Regions from separate parts of the Sus scrofa genome. Here region 2 is linked to region 1. A link is a contact called in public Hi-C data. All regions are on one chromosome and are shown on one strand. The core of a region is the stretch at or near the end of the contact, and the rest is flanking DNA. Distances in the headings are between cores, read along the strand shown. Region 1 holds the start of SOX4 (transcription factor SOX-4). Region 2 overlaps LOC100512907 (a long non-coding RNA gene).

Region 1 (5,190 bases), core at 1,916-4,415:
CCGCATCTATGACCTATACCACAGCTCAGGGCAACCGCAGATCCTTAACCCACTGAGCGAGGTCAGGAATGGAACCGCAACCTCATGGTTCCTAGTCGGATTCATTTCAGCTGCGCCACTATGGGAACTCCTGTTATAGTTAATTTTGATCTCTGTGTTGTCAGAAGGTGGGGCAGGAAGCATGGGTGTGTGTGTCTGTCTGTCTGTGTCACCCATACTTAAGAAGGCCGAGAAAAATCATAAAACTTTCATACCTTATACTGCCAGACCCGACACCTCTCCAAACTCTCAAACTGCCTCAACGGTACTTGGTCGAATTTGCTTACAGATTATCGTTTGCACTGTTACAATGTATAACACACGCTATAGAACAGGTGGTGCCGTTCCTGAGCCCAGCAGCTGGAGGAGATGCTCCGCACACAGTAGGAGCACCATAAACATTGATTGACTGACTTCATTGCCTCGGCTGACTCAAGGCCATCCTCTCCCCAGGCAGTACCCTTGTATTTCTCCAAGCCCACACCACTGGCCAGAGAAGCAGTGAGCTTGGAGCAGATGGCGAGTCCCGAGTGCCAGGTGTGCAGCGCGCCCGGCGCGGTCTGGGGCACCGCGTTCTTCGGTGGCCGCCCCACCCCGCCCCTCCCACCCCCACGAGCCGCCGTCTGCTCCGCACGTGACGTCGGGCCTTGGGGGATCCGGGAAGGGGAGGGCGGGGAGCAAGGAGAGCTGGTGCCAGGCGGAGCCCGCGCGTCCTGCGCCCGCTCCTCTCTGAGTGCCCGCCTCTCTTCCCCTCTGACCCGCGTCGCCAGGCAGCCCGTGCGGGCTCCGCGCCTTCCCACCCCCCCTCTCTGCAATCAAGAGCCTTTCTTCCTCCCCCTTCCCCTTTCCTCTCCTTCTCTTATCTGACGTTTTGCTTCGCTTCCCTCAGCCCTCTCCCCAGCGGGTTTCCCTCCCTGGCTGACGCGCCCGCCCCAGCCCGCCCTCGCACAGCCTCCAATTGTAGGTCAAGTCGTTTACTAACGTTGGCTTAGGTTTGCTCTTGTTTAAGCGTTTTTCCATAAGTGAAATCAGCCGCTTTCCCCACGGGGCCCCAACTGTAATTGCTTCTATTTGGCTGTTGAGTTGGGGGTAGGGATCCCGCGGGATGTGCTCCCATCCACACCCCCTTACTGAGGTCACAGGGATGGTTTCAGGGCGCCCCACGGGATGGGGTGGGGGTGGGGCTATGCAGCCCCACCCGAATGCCTGCCCGCGGGCCTGGCTGCCGCGGTAGCCTGCGGAAAGGCAGACAAGCGAACCCGGGGAGGGGCGGGGCGGGGGGAAGGGGGGGAAACAAAGCGAGCAGGAACCCTGCACCCCCACACACATGCTCTGCTTCTAAGTAACTGCGCCTGGGGCGCAGACTCTACCACTGATTTACCTGCCAGCTTCCTCCTCCCAAACATGAGACCCGAGGTCGAGTCACAAGGGGCGTTGGTGTGCCCATGCCTTGGGACCCGGGTGCCGCGACTCCACGATTCCCTCGCCTTTACAGCACGGGAGGCGGCACCGAGGCAGGCTGGCCTCTTCGAAATCCCTGGAGAAGGGACGCTTGAAGGTTTGGGTGCAACCAATTGTCAACCTCCCTTCGTCCTATACAGCCTTTTCCTCCCCCCGCCCGCCGCGCACACGCCCTGCTCTGCCCTCTTGATCGGGCAGCTGCCGGCTCAGTGGAACCGGGGAGGGAGTGCCCAGCCGGTGTACGAATGCCGCATGCCAGCCGGAGCGTGGGTTCCAGACGCACAGCGCGCACGGAACATTTAGGCGTCCAAAGCGAAGGCGCGGGGGAAGCCAGGGGGCCGAGTGGCTGTCAGTTCCGGTCAGGGACGGAACTGGGCACCATAGCCAGGGGCCCAGCTGGCCCTGTGGAGAGGGGAAATGTAGAAGCCGAGCACCCGGGAAACCACCCCCCGGCTAGAGGCGGCCAGTTGCAACTTCAAAGGAGGGCTAGGAGCTGGCGAGGGCGCGGGGGCGTGTGTGTGTGTGTGTGTGTGTGTGTGTGTGTTCAGCTTCTTCCCCGGTCGTAAACCTAAACGGAAGACGGGTGTTAAAGTACTGCTGACAGGATCGCCTGAAACATGTTTACAGTAGGAAAGACTTTCCTCCAAAAAGCACAGCCTGAGTCGATTCCAATTTATTTCCTCCCTGTAACCATAATCGCAAGGCCAGTCTCAGCCGGCGCGGCGGAACGCGGCTGAGCACCATTAATCCCCGCCGAATCCTCTCCGAGCTCAGGGCAGGAAGAGCGCCGAGCCTGCGCCACCGAGTCGCTGCGCTCGGTCAGGCGTCTGGCTGAGACCATCTTTCCAGGAGGAGGGGTATCCGTTGCCAGTCCTTAAGTAAAGCGCGCCTCCTTTGCAGCGGCTCTCGGAGAGAGACTTCTAACTACTTGCAGCTTCAGCAAGATACGGACACGGTAATTGATAACTGCCCGGTTCACTTACTAGACCCAAACCGGAGCTAGCCTTGGCGTCTCCAGTGTCTGGGAGCTTTGACAAGTGAACAGGAGGCCAAAACTGTTCGTTGCCCCAAACTCGATTTATGATTTAAAAAAAAATCATCAAGATTCATCGACACACTCTATAACCTCTGATCATTTAAACTGCTACCTAAACACGTTGGAAGAGTGTGGGATGATAAGGGTTCGGGAGAGGTGGAAGGGGGAGAAGAAAGAAGTCTGACAGTCTCCACGTTTTCCCACGTCTCCATGCGAGTGCAGGGAGGCTCAGCGCTGCCACCTGGCGGCGGCTTCTCCCCGGATTGGGAGCCGGCTGGTGGCAGAGCAAACCCAGGCTCCCAGTGGGTGTGCCCTGCTCCTGCCTCGCGAAATGGGGCAGACAGAAGCTTGTATTTATGCTTCAAATCTCCGTGGCCCAGTGGAAACACCCGTTTTCTTCTTGTTCTCATGAGGATACTGAAAGGAAAGGAAAAATGAGTTGGCGCTGGTATGAAGTGCATACATAAACCTACCAGGTGCCAGTCACTGATTAGGAAGGGGTAGAAAATGGTAAAAAGTTATTAGAAATGCAGGGTTTTTATCTTTCAGTTCATTCTAATAGTAAAAATCATTCATGGACTTCATTTTACCCCCAGACCCTATTTTGATATTTTGCAAATAAGAATTACTTCCATACATTAATTTTCAACATGCCCCCCAACCCAAAGGAAAGTCCAGTTCTAGTACAACTTCATCAGCCCCCCCAAAATGGAGTGCAAATTACGTTTGCCTACCGGATTGAGAAGAAAAGGAGCTTTGGATGGAGGGTTCTTTGCCATAAAGTATGGAACCAAAAAGCCTGAGGCCTTTTAGTTGGCAAAGGCCAAGGACATCAAATTTCTCAGGCTTCTTCCCTATCTACTAAAGTAACAAAGACAAGTATTTCTTTTCTCTTTATTTTCTTTGAACTGAATACTTGTTAGGTCAGAACAGCGCCTACAATCATAGTTTCTATAACCAAGGCCAGGCAAAATCTTGCAAATCAGTGCAAATCCAAGAGATCTGTTAAACTAATTTCCCTTCAGATTTTTTTTCCCCTCACTATGCTATAGGAATATATTAAGCAGTGGGATACAATCTTATTTCTATCTATACCCCATACCATTTTATGGATTGATATTTTATGTTGTACAGGTGTGCGGAGCAGAATAAAAGAACTAGCAGATATTATATTACATCTCAAATAGTTTCATTATTAGTTTAATAAATGAAACAAGATTAAAAATATTTACATTAATTCAAAATTTGGAATGTATAGCATCATTGCTAATAAAAACAATTACTCTATTATTCTAAAACAGGAATTTTTTTTTGCAAAATTATCTTGGTTTACTGTTAATGTGGCTTAAAGAGTAGCATTAAGAATTACTTCATGTACTGCAAAGCCAGCAGAGGGAACACTGAGTACTGATTTAGTAGGGGCCACCAAGTATCTGGTATTTGGGGAAAAAAAAATGTCAGTAATGGAAAATTGGTTACAAAGCATGTGAAGTTAGGTAGTGAGAACACAGAAATCTTTTCTCATTACTTGCTATTCAGAGGCCTAATACATTCCAGTGTGCACATACTCAGTTGGTGAGAAAAATGACTTTAGTAAAAGGCCATTTGTCACATGTTTTGTTACATTTTAAGAGGACTACTAACACATAAGAACAAACCTATTTCAGCAGTCTGTGCATTCATGTATACCCTAAAACTCTTATAAAGTCAATGGAAATTACTAACAATGTATTTCTTTAATTCTAAGAACTTTTTCATTTTTAACTTCTCAGATGTCTTACAACCATGGGGGTATCAGTGTCATTGGCAGTTGTTCTCTCTTAAGGACATATAACAATAGTATGTCTTGAAGACATTACTTAGATTTGTTGAAATATGGGAAATACAGCTAACAATATAAATAGGCCAGTGGCTATTTTTTTTTTTTAGTACACACTTTAAAAAGATCTGTGTGCTTTAAACATAAACAAAACTACTCTGCTTTAACTTCACTTTTCCCTGATAATATTCACTGCTAGAAACATAAACAGCTTGGGAAATATAATCAATTATATTGATACTCACCTTGACTGAATTATCACAAACTAGCTACACCCTCAAATCCTTAGTTGGTACAAGTCCCCAAATAAACATGGTGTTTATTCTTTTTTTTTATTCTTGTGGAAATATTGATTTTATAAATAATAGACCTCTTAGAGTAATTTTTATGTCAGACTGATAACATGTACGGGTGTGTTGTGGTATGCATACCAAAGAAAATGAAAAGCATGATAACACACCCAATTTTGTTATATGCAAAAGAAGTGCCTGCGGGTTTTTAATTTGTTTGTTTGTTTTTAAGATTTGTTTCTCCTTCTAAAAGAAAAAGCATATAACTTGGGTAACTACTGGTCAAAAATTATTTGCTTTTACCCACAAAAACATTCTTGCATGTGGTTAATCCTTAGAGGTCCAGTCAGATGTCTCCAAAGGGTGTTCTTTCCAGTAAAATTCTACATCTGACAACCTGGGCCTCTCGCCAGCCTACATACTTTAAAAGTTTGACAAGATAAATAGAAATCTACTGCCTCGCACTAGTTTGATCTGAATAGAAAGCTGACTTAAATTATGTTAGGTTAGCCCTACCTAACCACTTAGCATTGGCTGATAGAAAA
Region 2 (5,915 bases), core at 738-3,237, 360 kb after region 1:
GCCTTGAAACCATTTGGAGCGGCTGGGACGGAGGCCACCCAGGGCTTCCGCGAGCAGCTGCGGCTGCCTGGCTCCTATTGGCCAGAACAGAGAGCTCCTCACTTATCTGCACTGAGCACGGGTGGCCGCGATCCCTTAGGATAATGCAATTTCTCACTGTCTGGGGGTGGAAGCTATTGTCCTCCTTTCCAGCTTGTTGTTTGAAGTCTTTTGTCAGGCTTCCGGCTTTTGCTGACTCACAACACACACACACACACACACACGCACGCACGCACACACGCACACATGCACACAAACAGAGAAACTCCTTCCCTCCCACCTCACTTCCTTAGCTCCCTCCTTCATCCTCACTTAATAGCTTTTGAAATTACTAAGATAACAACTGTCCCTCCTGCGGGGTGGGTAACAGCTTAAACAGGAAGTAGAAGGAACTGTTCGCACAGGTTCGGGACGTCTGAACGCTTTCTTCAGGGCTTGCTCTTTCCTTGTGACCTCTGCTTTTCTGTCCCTGCCTCCCCTCTGGAAGCGTTCTGGGCTGAGCCCAGAGCCTCAGTGTGGCCAGCGTGTGATTACAGAGGCATAATTCACCTTGGGGTTGGGGGGGGGGGGCTTCTGCAGATGAGTGAGTTGAAGGAGGCCGTTTTTGTTTCCCCGCTAGCAAATTGCCATCTCTAATGAACGTTTTAGGGAGGCAGTTTCTCCACCATCCCCCTGACGGTTGCCGACCTGTAATTAAAAGGAGAGAAGAACTTGATTCCCCATGTGTGCACCTGGGCCCTTTGTGGTGTCTCTTAGCAATATGCCACGAGGACCGACCGGCAGGTGATGGATTTCTAAAGCAGAAAATCAAGCTTCTTCACAATAGAAGCTTACAGTTTTAGAAATCGGGTGGTTACAAGCACTGTCATTTTGCCGACTTTGGCAGGCTGCAGGGAACCCAGTAGCCACGCTGACCGAGGTGCAAAACACAGAGAGTCAGCTTTCCTTCTTAATTACTTTTAAACCACGTTAGCTCCTTTTTAGGGTCAGAACAACAGCTCTCATGCTTCATGGTGGTGGCATTCTTGGTGCAATAAAATAATATTCTTATGTTGCCTTGGCATAAAATAGAACTTTTTGTTAATGGACGAAAAAGTGAGCAAGTGTGTAGGCAGCATCCCCGCCTGGTCGCCTCTTACTTTAGTAAATTGTACTGGTTGTGCACTTGGAACTTTTTGAATGTATTAAACTTCCTATACTGCGTGGGTCACTATTTCACAGCTAGGTAAGTCCCTTAACTGGTAAGGTGCAGCTTTCTCAATAGCATTTTAGACTAAGGTCAAGATACAAAAATAATCTCTATCTTCTATTCAGTTGTCACTAGTTCATGAAAATACTGCCAGAGGACTGGAAGACACAATTTTCTCATGTTTTATGACACAGGCTCCCCAGGGCCCCTGGGCCTAATTTGTTCTTAATAATTTTCAAAAGGGACTCAGGACTCTGTCCTTTAGCTCACCATCACTGTCTGGACTGCCTTAAAGAGAGCTGCAGTTTGATGCAGACACTGGGAGTTTCTAGGCAATGGAAAGTTCTGGAAAGTAGGTCATTTTCCCTCAGTGGTGGGTATGGTGTAAGTGTTAGGTGTTTTTGTGTGTGTGTGTGTGTGTGTGGTGTGGTGTTGGTGTTGACATCTACATATTCAGCTCCTAGTATAGAAATCAGAAGTCTTTCAGTTTCCCCCAGGCTTGTCTCCAAAGCCCATGCCTTGAATGCAGTTTGTAATAAGTAGAGGCAGCTCCTGTCTGGAAATGCTGGGCATCTCTGCTGGAGTTAGAGCTCTTGTTCCAGGCCTCAGGGCATAAAGACAGAGGGTGGTTTGCTGGCTTGCCCCGGAGCCCCTGGGCCTTTGCACACTGACGTTGGCACAGCTGCCTTTATCTGTGTGCAGAATCTTGCCTCCAGCCTTCCACAGAGTGGTGAGAGGGAGTCAGGGAGCAGTGGGAGGAGGGAGATGACTCAGCCTCTGCTAAATGTCAGGCACTGTGCTGGGTGCTGTTACCACATGTCACTGCATCAACACCATGGCCTGGAAAAGAAAGCATTTCGTAGATGAGGCAGCAAAGCACTTTGGAGCTCAGATGCTGGAAGCCATATCCCCCAGGTTTGAGTTAGAACTTTGTCACCTTCAAAGTATCCGACTACCTGCTCCCTTGGTTTCCCTGTTTGTAAGGGGGGGGGGATAATAACAGGACCCCACTCAATTGTGTTGTTGTGATAAATGCTTATAGAACTGTAAGGAAGAGCTTCTGCCAGACAGTATGGGATAAATGCTTGTGCAGGGGAATAGAAAAGCAGGTCAACAATGAGCATGCCCAGTGCACAGACTTAGCGGGTTAGGCTTTGAACTCGGATCTGCTGGTGTAAGAGAGGTGATCTTTGCTTTCGTTTCTTCCCAGTTTCATCGGAGTTGGTGTTCCGAGTCCATGCTCTTCGTTCCTCCTCACCTCACCTCATCGGGGTGGGCTTGTGGGTCTGGCTCTGGTTTTCCTATTCTCCCTGGTGGAGACATCCTACCCCTTTTCTCTTAAACAGAGGTTTAAGCTGGTCCATGCAGGCAGGCGATAAGGACTCCTTTCTCCCAAAGACTTGGGGTTGAACTGACATTTTACTTGCGTGGTCACACTTTCAGGATAGAATAAGCGATCCTTTGTTGTTCCCTCTCGCTGTTTTGTGTTCTTTTCTTCCCTCAGAAATGGAGGCGTCTTGTGGGCAGCTTCTATGTCCTGTACTTTGCATGGCTCTCACCCCGAGTGATGGACTCGGCTGAGCACCTAAGGCAGCAGCTCTTGGTATTTGAGTTGAGGAAGCAAAGAACCACATTCAGGGGCATTTTTCTGTCTCTACACATAAGATGCCACCGGAGAGCGTTTTTCCTCTTCCTGGTGGCAGGAGCAGGAATTGATAGTCTGGATTTTGAGAACTTTGACAGGTCTTTGACTTCTGGACAGTCTGCTTGGGTTTTCAGTTCTAAGCTGGGTCCCTCTGTCTTGGATCTCCAACATGGTGGAGTGGGCTTGAACCTGTGTGTCTTAATGCCAGCTTTCCTTGCTTACACTCTTAAGAAATGCTGCTAAAGATGTAGAATGTGTTTACAAAGTCTTGAAGTCTGACCACGAGGAATATAACATTTGGTCTCCAGTAAGGAAAACATGGAAGGGATTTGATTGCTTTTACCCCAGTCCCTCCTAACTCACCCCCACTGGTCCAGTTGCTTTTGTATGGAAGTTTTCACTTATGTTAAAATTTGCATAAACGGTGACTTTTTCTCTCCCCCTAAGGATGCAAGGTCGTTAAGGCAACACAACACTATTAATAGAATGTGGATGTGTGTGGTTTATTTTTGTTTTCAAAATGGAAATGTTTCTTTGGGGTTTTGGCATGCTCTTTGATATGCTGAAAGATGAGAAAACACCATTTGGGAAACTCAGCCCTTTTACCATATTAGGAAATTTCCAGTGCCTCAGATTTCACATTTAATGTTTTAATTGCCTGGTTTGGTCATTGAAAAATGTCAAGCCTCTCTCTTTCACATTTAGAGTTATCACCACCGTTTCCCCCTCTCCAGTGGTGGGCTGTTGCTGGCTTCTGCTTCCTGCCCCAGCCCTGGCATGGACTGAGTGTTTGCTCTGAGAAAGCAGTTCATCGCATGTCATTTTAAAGGAGCATCATGTTGACTTCGGATATAGTGGGCTTTCTCTTCTCTGTGATACCACACATGCAGTTGTTTGCCTGTGTTTGTAACTACCCTAAACGTGCACTTGAAATTGGGTTGCACTTTTAAAATGTTTGAGTTCCTTCGTGAATGGAGGGTACCACTCTTCCATAAAGTACAGAAGAAATCCAAGACCATGTTACCATCTTGATCTGAGGGCAGCATTGAAGAGGCAGCCGTGTACTAAAGAGAGAGAGATGGTGCTGGTGGTGAAGGGGGTGTTGGTGGGAGGAGAGTAAGAAGGGAGGAAAGAGACGAGTTAAGGTATTCCCTGGAATTTAGGCTTTCTAGGGACATCAAGATCCAGAGTAAAGGAAACATTTATTCTTCTGCCTTCTCCGGAAAAAACAATGTGGAAAGGACTTCTAAAATTCCCTTCTCGTAGATAATGACATGTGAGGGGGACAATCCTATGCATCATCTTTAGGGTCGTGCATAGTCTCAGGTTTAGAAGGGAAATGTCCTCACAGCTGGGGATTAAGGCAGCTTGGAGGGGGAACTATTTTTCACTTCCTATGCACAGCTCTCTCCAAGTGTCGTTTGTGCATAAAATGTTTATTCGGTTTTTCAATACCTAAATATACTTTTGAATTATTTTGTAATTCACACTCATTGTAGAAAACTTGGAAAATAGAGGAAACGCCTCCAAATGAAAATAAAAACACTTGATAGTTGTATAACATAGAAAGAATTTGGATTTATTGCCTTTCAGTATTTCTGTGTGCTTATGTGTATGTGCATTTTTATGTAAGTGGGCTCAACTTTGTGGAACATTTTGAATCCTGACTTTTTTCTGTAACAGTAACATAAACATGATATTTAATGGTCAAGTTGTAATTCTTGATGTGGCTCTATCTCAACTTAATTTCACAATCTCCCTGTAGGTTTTTCTGCTGTGCTGATTGTGTTGGTGGTGGTTTATTGTGTTAGGTAAGCAGTGTGCGTTAAAGAGCATCTTTGAGCATGAATGTTTTTTCCATCTTCCTGATGGTTTTATCAAGTTAGCATCCTTTATGGGAACTACTGTGCCTTTTAAAGGACCACTGTACATATTGCTAGATTGCTTCCCAAGAAAGATGTATCTTTCCAGCTCTAATATTTCAGATTATGCTTCTTGCTGCAGTTGAGTCAATACTGACCTCTTTTTTTTTTAAAGACTTCCCTAATCAGGAAAAAATAATGTATTATCTGTTACATTTAATTCCCATCCACACATTTAAAATTTAACTTTTTTATGGTGATAAATGCTTGGTAACATCATTTTTCTTCCCTTTAGTTTCTTTTCCTTTCATTTTGCTTCTCCTCTTCTCTCACTCTACCTAAATTCCTTTCAAACTTATCTCTCCTTTTCTATGGAATCTTTCTATTTTTCAGTCTACTTTTGCAAATCCATCCCCTTCCACCATCCCAACCAGTCTCGCTTTAGCAAGATTTCTCTGCTAATCCCACCCACATATCTGGCAAATTTCACTTCCATCTCTGTACAGGTTTCCACCCCTGGACCTGGTATCCCAGGCCTTTCTCCTATCCTTTAAGACAGCAGGTTCTGTCTGAGAAAGTGCCCCTGCCCCTGACTACATTAGCATGTAGCAATCTCCCCTCCATCTGTCTTGCGGTGCTCATTTGGCGCTTGTCACATGCTAATTTATATCTGTGGTTAAATCGTCATATGTGTTTCATCGCCCTGTGTGGACTGCCAAGCCTTGCAAGCACTGATGCTGGTTAGTACTCTCTGAACTCCCTCCCCACCTTGTGTGCCCCAAACATGTACCTAGAACAGTTCCCAAATCCTGGAAGAACTGAGTGCTCAGCAAAATGTTGTTTGATCACCCTGGTGGTTCTTTTTCCATCTGGTCTCCATTTCCTTTCTTCTTGACTTTCTCATTCAGTGATAGTCACTTGGTATATTCATTTTGGAAGCCGGGTTCCTTACTTGCCACCCATCTTTGAAACATTACCCTGTGCCCTCTTCATAATATGTCATGTTCAACCACCACAGAATCTTTGAGCCTTCGGAAATTGATTATCTCATTTTCTCATATCATTTCTCATTGTATGGTTTTGTTTTCTTGGCAGACTAGTCAATCTTACTTTCCTTTCATACACTTGCTACCACTCCTCTTCTCTGCCAACCCCTCATGTTTTATTATAACCCAGACTT

Evidence for each region. Hi-C and Micro-C count contacts between places; a contact is called where the count stands out from the background.
Region 2: a Hi-C map of mesenchymal stem cells shows a contact between it and region 1, with 6 times the contacts expected there. The contact joins the enhancer-like site here to the promoter of SOX4 in region 1. A contact is called at or near these places in 3 of 47 Hi-C or Micro-C datasets (embryonic fibroblasts, fibroblasts and mesenchymal stem cells) and 1 of 2 datasets of contacts at active chromatin or transcription factors (skeletal muscle).

Annotation. Positions count from the first base shown.
Region 1 is chr7:16,883,669-16,888,858 of Sscrofa11.1, forward strand. It overlaps SOX4 (transcription factor SOX-4), which reads left to right and starts at 3,166. Exons shown (of 1, transcript XM_013977467.2): 1 at 3,166-5,190.
Region 2 is chr7:17,242,599-17,248,513 of Sscrofa11.1, forward strand. The region is part of intron 5 of LOC100512907 (a long non-coding RNA gene); the gene reads left to right. Among named protein-coding and RNA genes, the nearest start is that of PRL, 220 kb to the right of the region's middle. Within about 2 kb of position 1,988, at least 22 of the 83 cell types and tissues checked have an H3K27ac peak or open chromatin away from gene starts, as enhancers often do. A contact at or near this core is called in embryonic fibroblasts, where this site is marked.